Linked DNA regions of Gossypium arboreum: region 2 is linked to region 1. The links are chromatin contacts, called in public Hi-C maps. All regions are on one chromosome and are shown on one strand. The core of a region is the stretch at or near the end of the contact, and the rest is flanking DNA. Distances in the headings are between cores, read along the strand shown. Region 1 holds the start of LOC108480698. Region 2 holds the start of LOC108483705 (B3 domain-containing protein Os11g0197600-like).

Region 1 (2,928 bases), core at 293-2,792:
GTTTCTTTTTATTTTCATTGAATCAAGTTTTTTGAATTTTTGAAGTGTTTGCTTTTATATTTTCAATGTCTTTTTTAATTTAGGGTTGTGAGCTTTTAAGATTGATGAGTAAAAATTAAAAATAAGGCTTGTTTGTCAAGTTTAGGATAGATATTTTTTTATTCTTTTTCATTATTTTTAACTAAGATTGAAGCTAAAACAAATATTCAATTTTGTTCATCAAATTGTTAAAAAAATAATGTGTTTGAAATTTTAGTGTTTGGTTGAATCAAGTGATTTACATAAAATTTCAAACAATTTATTTTGTTCAATTTCAATTTCAATTTTCATTCATTAATTTAAAGCTTGTTTTTTTTTTTATTCTACATCAATGAGGCTTTTTAGATGTGATGGGTATGTTAGAAAAACAAAGAAAATGGCATTATTAATTGAGAAATTAAAACTTCAAAAAATAATTGAGAAATTAAATAAAAACAATATGTTTAAAAAAATAGTGAAATATTGGCTTATGCAAATACTTTATAATTTTAGTGAAATATCATTTTATTAATTTATTATTTTAATAATGTTTTATATTTTATATAATTTTTAGATAAAATTGATAGATTTATATAATTTATTATTATACCAATAAAAACCTACATCAAGACTCCTGTCGAATTTCAAACGATTGTTAACGTTCGGTGACCAAAAATTTTGATTTTGATTAGTTTAGTTACCAAAATAGAAAAAAATAAAACTTCAGTGACTAAAATAGAAAGTGACCAATACATTAGTGATAATTTATGTACTTTACCCTAAAATTTAATGTTGTTTTAAGTAAAATTTGAGATCAAGTCATCTGAGAGAAAAATAATGTTCTAAGAACTTTACTCTTGCTTAAGGATCGCATTCAACTTGACTTTAAATTTGAATGGAATCTAATATTACCACCAAATACTCAAGTATATCGTTAAAAAATAAAAATAAAAGAAAAAAGATAAGATAAAAATAATTTTCTTAACTCTCTCAATTTTGAAATTGAGCAAATTGGTTCCTCTCAATTTTGATATTAAGTAAATTGGTTCTTTTAAAAATTTTAGAGTAATTTAATCTCTATTAATTCAAAAGCGAGCAGCTCACAACAATTAATAATGACGTCAATGTTTTCTAAAAATCGTACATAATTTTAATTTATATAATAACAAATTTAGCTCTTGATGTTTTTATATTTTGCTTAAATGTTGATGGGATGTGTAAATATTAATAACTAAATTTGTTAAATAATGATCATATTAATAAAATGTGTAAATGTTACCGATTAAATTTATTAAATAAAGATTAAATTAACATAATATTTAAAATTTAAAATTTTATTTATTATTATTTCGATAAAAATATGTTCGATTGATAGAAACATTAACATTGCAATAAATTTTCATTGCTTTCAAAATTAATAAAAATTAAATTATTTTAATCAAAATTAATTTACGAAAATTACAACCTATTGAAAAAAAGAAAAACGGGGGCTATTACTAGGCGGCGAGCACAAAAAATGAAAATGTAATAAGGGACAATAATTGTTTGGTGGTGCCAACTGTAACAAGGCTGTCGGGTAACGAGTTCCTCGCTGCTTTCCCCCTCTAATAAAAAACATACCTCTTTTTCGTCATCCTACACTTCAGTTCACAATCAAAACTCCTTAATAAAGTCACCATCAAACAGCCCACGCAATTCCGTAGAATAAAACATACCCCCAGAACTTGTACTAACATCTACTCCACGACAAGTTGGAAATGCACGCCAAGACAGATTCAGAGGTGACAAGCCTCGCCCCATCATCCCCAACCAGGTCTCCGCGGCGTCCAGTTTACTATGTGCAGAGCCCTTCACGTGATTCTCACGATGGAGAAAAGACAACAACCTCCTTCCATTCCACGCCGGTTATCAGCCCCATGGGGTCACCTCCCCATTCCCATTCCTCCATGGGCCGCCACTCTCGTGAGTCTTCATCCAGTCGGTTTTCAGGGTCGCTTAAACCTGGATCCCGCAAGATCTCGCCTAACGACGCTCCGTTAAGGGGAGCTCATCGGAAGGGGAATAAGCAGTGGAAAGAATGTGATGTGATCGAAGAAGAAGGCCTCCTTGAAGATGAAGAACGTGAGCAAGGACTCCCTCGAAGATGCTATGTTCTAGCTTTCTTTGTTGGCTTCTTTCTTCTCTTCTCTTTATTTTCTTTGATTCTGTGGGGAGCTAGCAGGCCTCAAAAACCCAAGATCACAATGAAGGTAATTTGCTTTTGATTCTCTTCTTCATTTCCAGCAATGGGTTATGTTTGATTGGTTCTATTTCATATTGCAGAGTATAAGATTTGAGCAATTCAAGATTCAAGCAGGTTCAGATTTCACAGGTGTGGCAACTGATATGATCACCATGAATTCCACAGTGAAGATGATTTATCGTAACACTGGAACATTTTTCGGTGTCCATGTCACATCAACACCTCTGGATCTATCATTTGCTCAAATCACCATTGCTTCAGGAACCGTAAGTCCACTTCAGAAGTCCAAAACTAATAATAGTTTCCATTTCATTAAAAAAACCTCTAAATTTTGTTTAACATTTGGTGTTTCAGATGAAGAAATTTCATCAGTCAAGAAAGAGCCAAAGGTCTTTGACTGTAATAGTGATGGGAAACAAGGTTCCTTTGTACGGGAGTGGAGCAAGTTTGAGCAGTTCAACAGGGACAACATCACTGCCAGTTTCACTTAAACTCAGCTTCGTTGTCCGATCCAGAGCTTATGTGTTGGGAAAACTGGTGAAGCAGAAGTTTTACAAGAAAATCGAATGTGACGTAACTTTCGATCCTAAGAAACTCAATGTTCCCATTTCGCTGAAGAAAGCTTGCACATATGATTGACAGCTCGAATCACATAGAAAACACGTCCA
Region 2 (2,928 bases), core at 134-2,633, 260 kb before region 1:
ACAATCAAATGAAAAAATTAAGACACGATCATTTGCACTTTAAAATATATTTAATTATAATTATAAAAATTAAATGAAAAAAAGAGTGCACCACTAATCGTATATATAATCTATTTATGTTGTTATATTATATATGATTTTTAAAATAAATTTATAAATTTATTTTAAAAGTAATTAATTAAATATGTAAGTCAATTAAAAATTGCTTTTAAAAAATAATTTAATTAATTAAATCCGTCACAAGTCTGTTACAAAATTTGTCATTATGTATAATTTCAATTTGTAACGGGAATTTCTGTTACAATGGGTTGTTGAGAGATAATATCAAAATATTGTGACCGTAATTGTGACAGAATATGATTCCTGTCACATTTTTGTTAGAAATCCGTCGTTCTGAGTGGTTGCTTTTTACATGTTTTTTTTGTTGGTAATCCGTTACTAGTCACTCACTGATATGCTATAATAGTGATGAAAGGATTTATAAAGAGTTAACTTCTCGGTTGCCTCTTATACGAGAATTGGTATCCGTAACACTATAAGTTCCATGCCATGGTACTAAAAATGAGTAATGGATCATGCATTGTCTGTATTCTTGAGTTAATCCTGTGGCGTAAGCCATTATAAACACCTCTAGCTAGTAAGATTTTTTTTTTTTTTGAATGAAAGCCATATTAATAAAATTTTATAATTAAAAAATAAATAATAATTTATTTGACATTCCAATTTTATAAAAAAATTTTGATATATTTTTTATCATTTTAATTTTAAATTTGTTTTGTTTGTCAAATCATCTTAAAATAAATAAAAATATTAGTATTTGTTAACTTTCTTGACATGATATATACGAGAGTTGTTATGTAGATGTCACATTATCAATTAATTAGTCATTTAAAATTTAAAAAATATTTTTAATATTTTTAATCTTAAAAAGTTTAATTAATTGTTAATATAACATATATGTAATAATCCACGTGGATGTCTCGTAAGTAAAATTAACAAATACTGATACTTTCATCCATTTTAGATGGTTAAAATAATTTTTTTTATAGAAATGAAAAAAAATAAAACTATGACACTCCAATTATGGTTGATAGGGGTGAAAAACTTTGTTAAGAACATCGAAATTAAATTTGAACATTAATAAATTTACTAAAATTAAATTAATAAATCTGCACATATATAAATTGGGCCTTAACAACTATAGAAATTGCATAGTGTTGGATCCAAAGCTCGCTCACGTCTGACATGGCAGGTTTCACTTAATAACAATCAGCGTCATTTCAACGCGCTGGTATGATTGTTTGAAAGAAACTCGCTTTGATCAATGAGTCAAAAAGATACGTGTGACACAACCGCATCCAACTCGGATAAGATAACAACCCAACCCAAACAATAGGTTTCTAAGAAAAAAAAAAAAAACTCTCTTCCGCTTCAGAAGGTTCAAAATATGGGTCCGAATTAACATTGTCGATGAGTGTAAAGCATATCAAAGCCAGCAACAGCGATGTCGAAGCCGAGGCGACCGCATTTTCTCAATGTCTTCTCCTCTACTTCAAGTGCTAACAGCCTGGTATTCTACACCTTTTTTTTTCCTATTCAAATTAGGGTTTAGTGTAAATATTGTTATGAATTCCATTTTAGATTAGTTAGTTTTATTTACCTTCGAGTGATGGGTGATATTTTAACAGAGAATTCCAGTGGGATTTAATAGAAACTTGGAGGGAAGAGGTTCTGGGTCAGTTTTGTTAAAAGGACCAAGTGGGTATAGTTGGAATGTTAAATTAGTTCAAAGAAATGATGACTTATTATTTGATGAAGGATGGGCTGATTTCGTAGCAGACCATAGCCTAGAATGCGGTGAAATTTTGGTTTTTAGGTATGATGGTGACTTGGTTTTCGATGTCAAAGTGTTTGATCAAAGCAGTTGCGAGAAAGAAGTTGCTTTTCATTGTAAATGCAGTCAAGCTGGTAGCGTGTTTCATGGAATTGTGAGGCAGAAGAGATATAGGGAGGAGGATGATGTTTCATTGGATCAAGATTGTGAAGAGTTGTTAAAGAGAATCAGACAGAGTTCTTTTGAGTCCGATCGTGATGAAGAACATTGTGGGCGGGAGCTGATTCTTGCTACTACAAGTTGTCAAGGATTAACTTCCTGTGATGAAAATCATGGTGAAGAAATCAACCTCTCCCATTTGAGATTTGTATATGAATTGTTGTTTTATCATTGATTTGGCAGTTTTCTATGATGTAAGAATAAAAACTTGTTTTAATAAACACTAAGTAAGAACTATGGTATCAATGTATGTGTATTCTTGTTTAGTTCTCATTATCTTATGTTAGCGTAGATACCACTTATTTGTGTTAAATTTGCTTTACATAGAAACTCAATGTGAGATATTTCATGCCTTTGTAATTATGCATGCTTGTGGATGTTCATTCTGATTCTTATTGGAACTTCACTGGTGGTTTACATTACATAAATTCCACTTGACAGAGTCTCTGGTCTCTTGAAACAGATGGAACCATTCTGAAAATAACTGGCAAAGAAGATGACTTGAAGCTTCATGGCAGTGGCTGTATACAGATGATAGGAGAATTTGAAGAGAAGAAAGTGGCTCAGTCTTTTAACTCATGTTTCCCCTTTTTTGTAAGAATTATGAAAAGATTCAATGTCAGTGGCTCATATACATTGGTAAGATGTTTCCTTCTCACTGTTTCGCCCTGGATTTTTGTGTTGGACATTGTTTCCAGCATGACATAAATTTGACCAAGCATCGTGCTATATGGCAAACATGTAGGGTATTAAATGACTCTACTCGCTAGAAACTTCTCTTAATCGCAATCGTTCTGCATTTGGAGCTTTTGAACAAGTTTCTTAACCTAGTGAGCATCGTGCTTTTAGCTCTGGCACCAGTTGGGAAAAAGTTC

The links. A called contact is a pair of places that touch in the nucleus more often than the background predicts.
Region 2: a Hi-C map of leaf shows a contact between it and region 1, with 3 times the contacts expected there. The contact joins the promoter of LOC108483705 here to the promoter of LOC108480698 in region 1. A contact is called at or near these places in 2 of 5 Hi-C or Micro-C datasets (both in leaf).

Annotation. Positions count from the first base shown.
Region 1 is chr3:87,161,758-87,164,685 of ASM2569848v2, reverse strand. LOC108480698 reads left to right here and starts at 1,542. Exons shown (of 3, transcript XM_017783775.2): 1 at 1,542-2,267; 2 at 2,341-2,526; 3 at 2,615-2,928. The coding sequence starts at 1,776. The coding sequence ends at 2,899.
Region 2 is chr3:87,422,581-87,425,508 of ASM2569848v2, reverse strand. It overlaps LOC108483705 (B3 domain-containing protein Os11g0197600-like), which reads left to right and starts at 1,383. Exons shown (of 7, transcript XM_017787259.2): 1 at 1,383-1,570; 2 at 1,689-2,169; 3 at 2,517-2,692. The coding sequence starts at 1,505.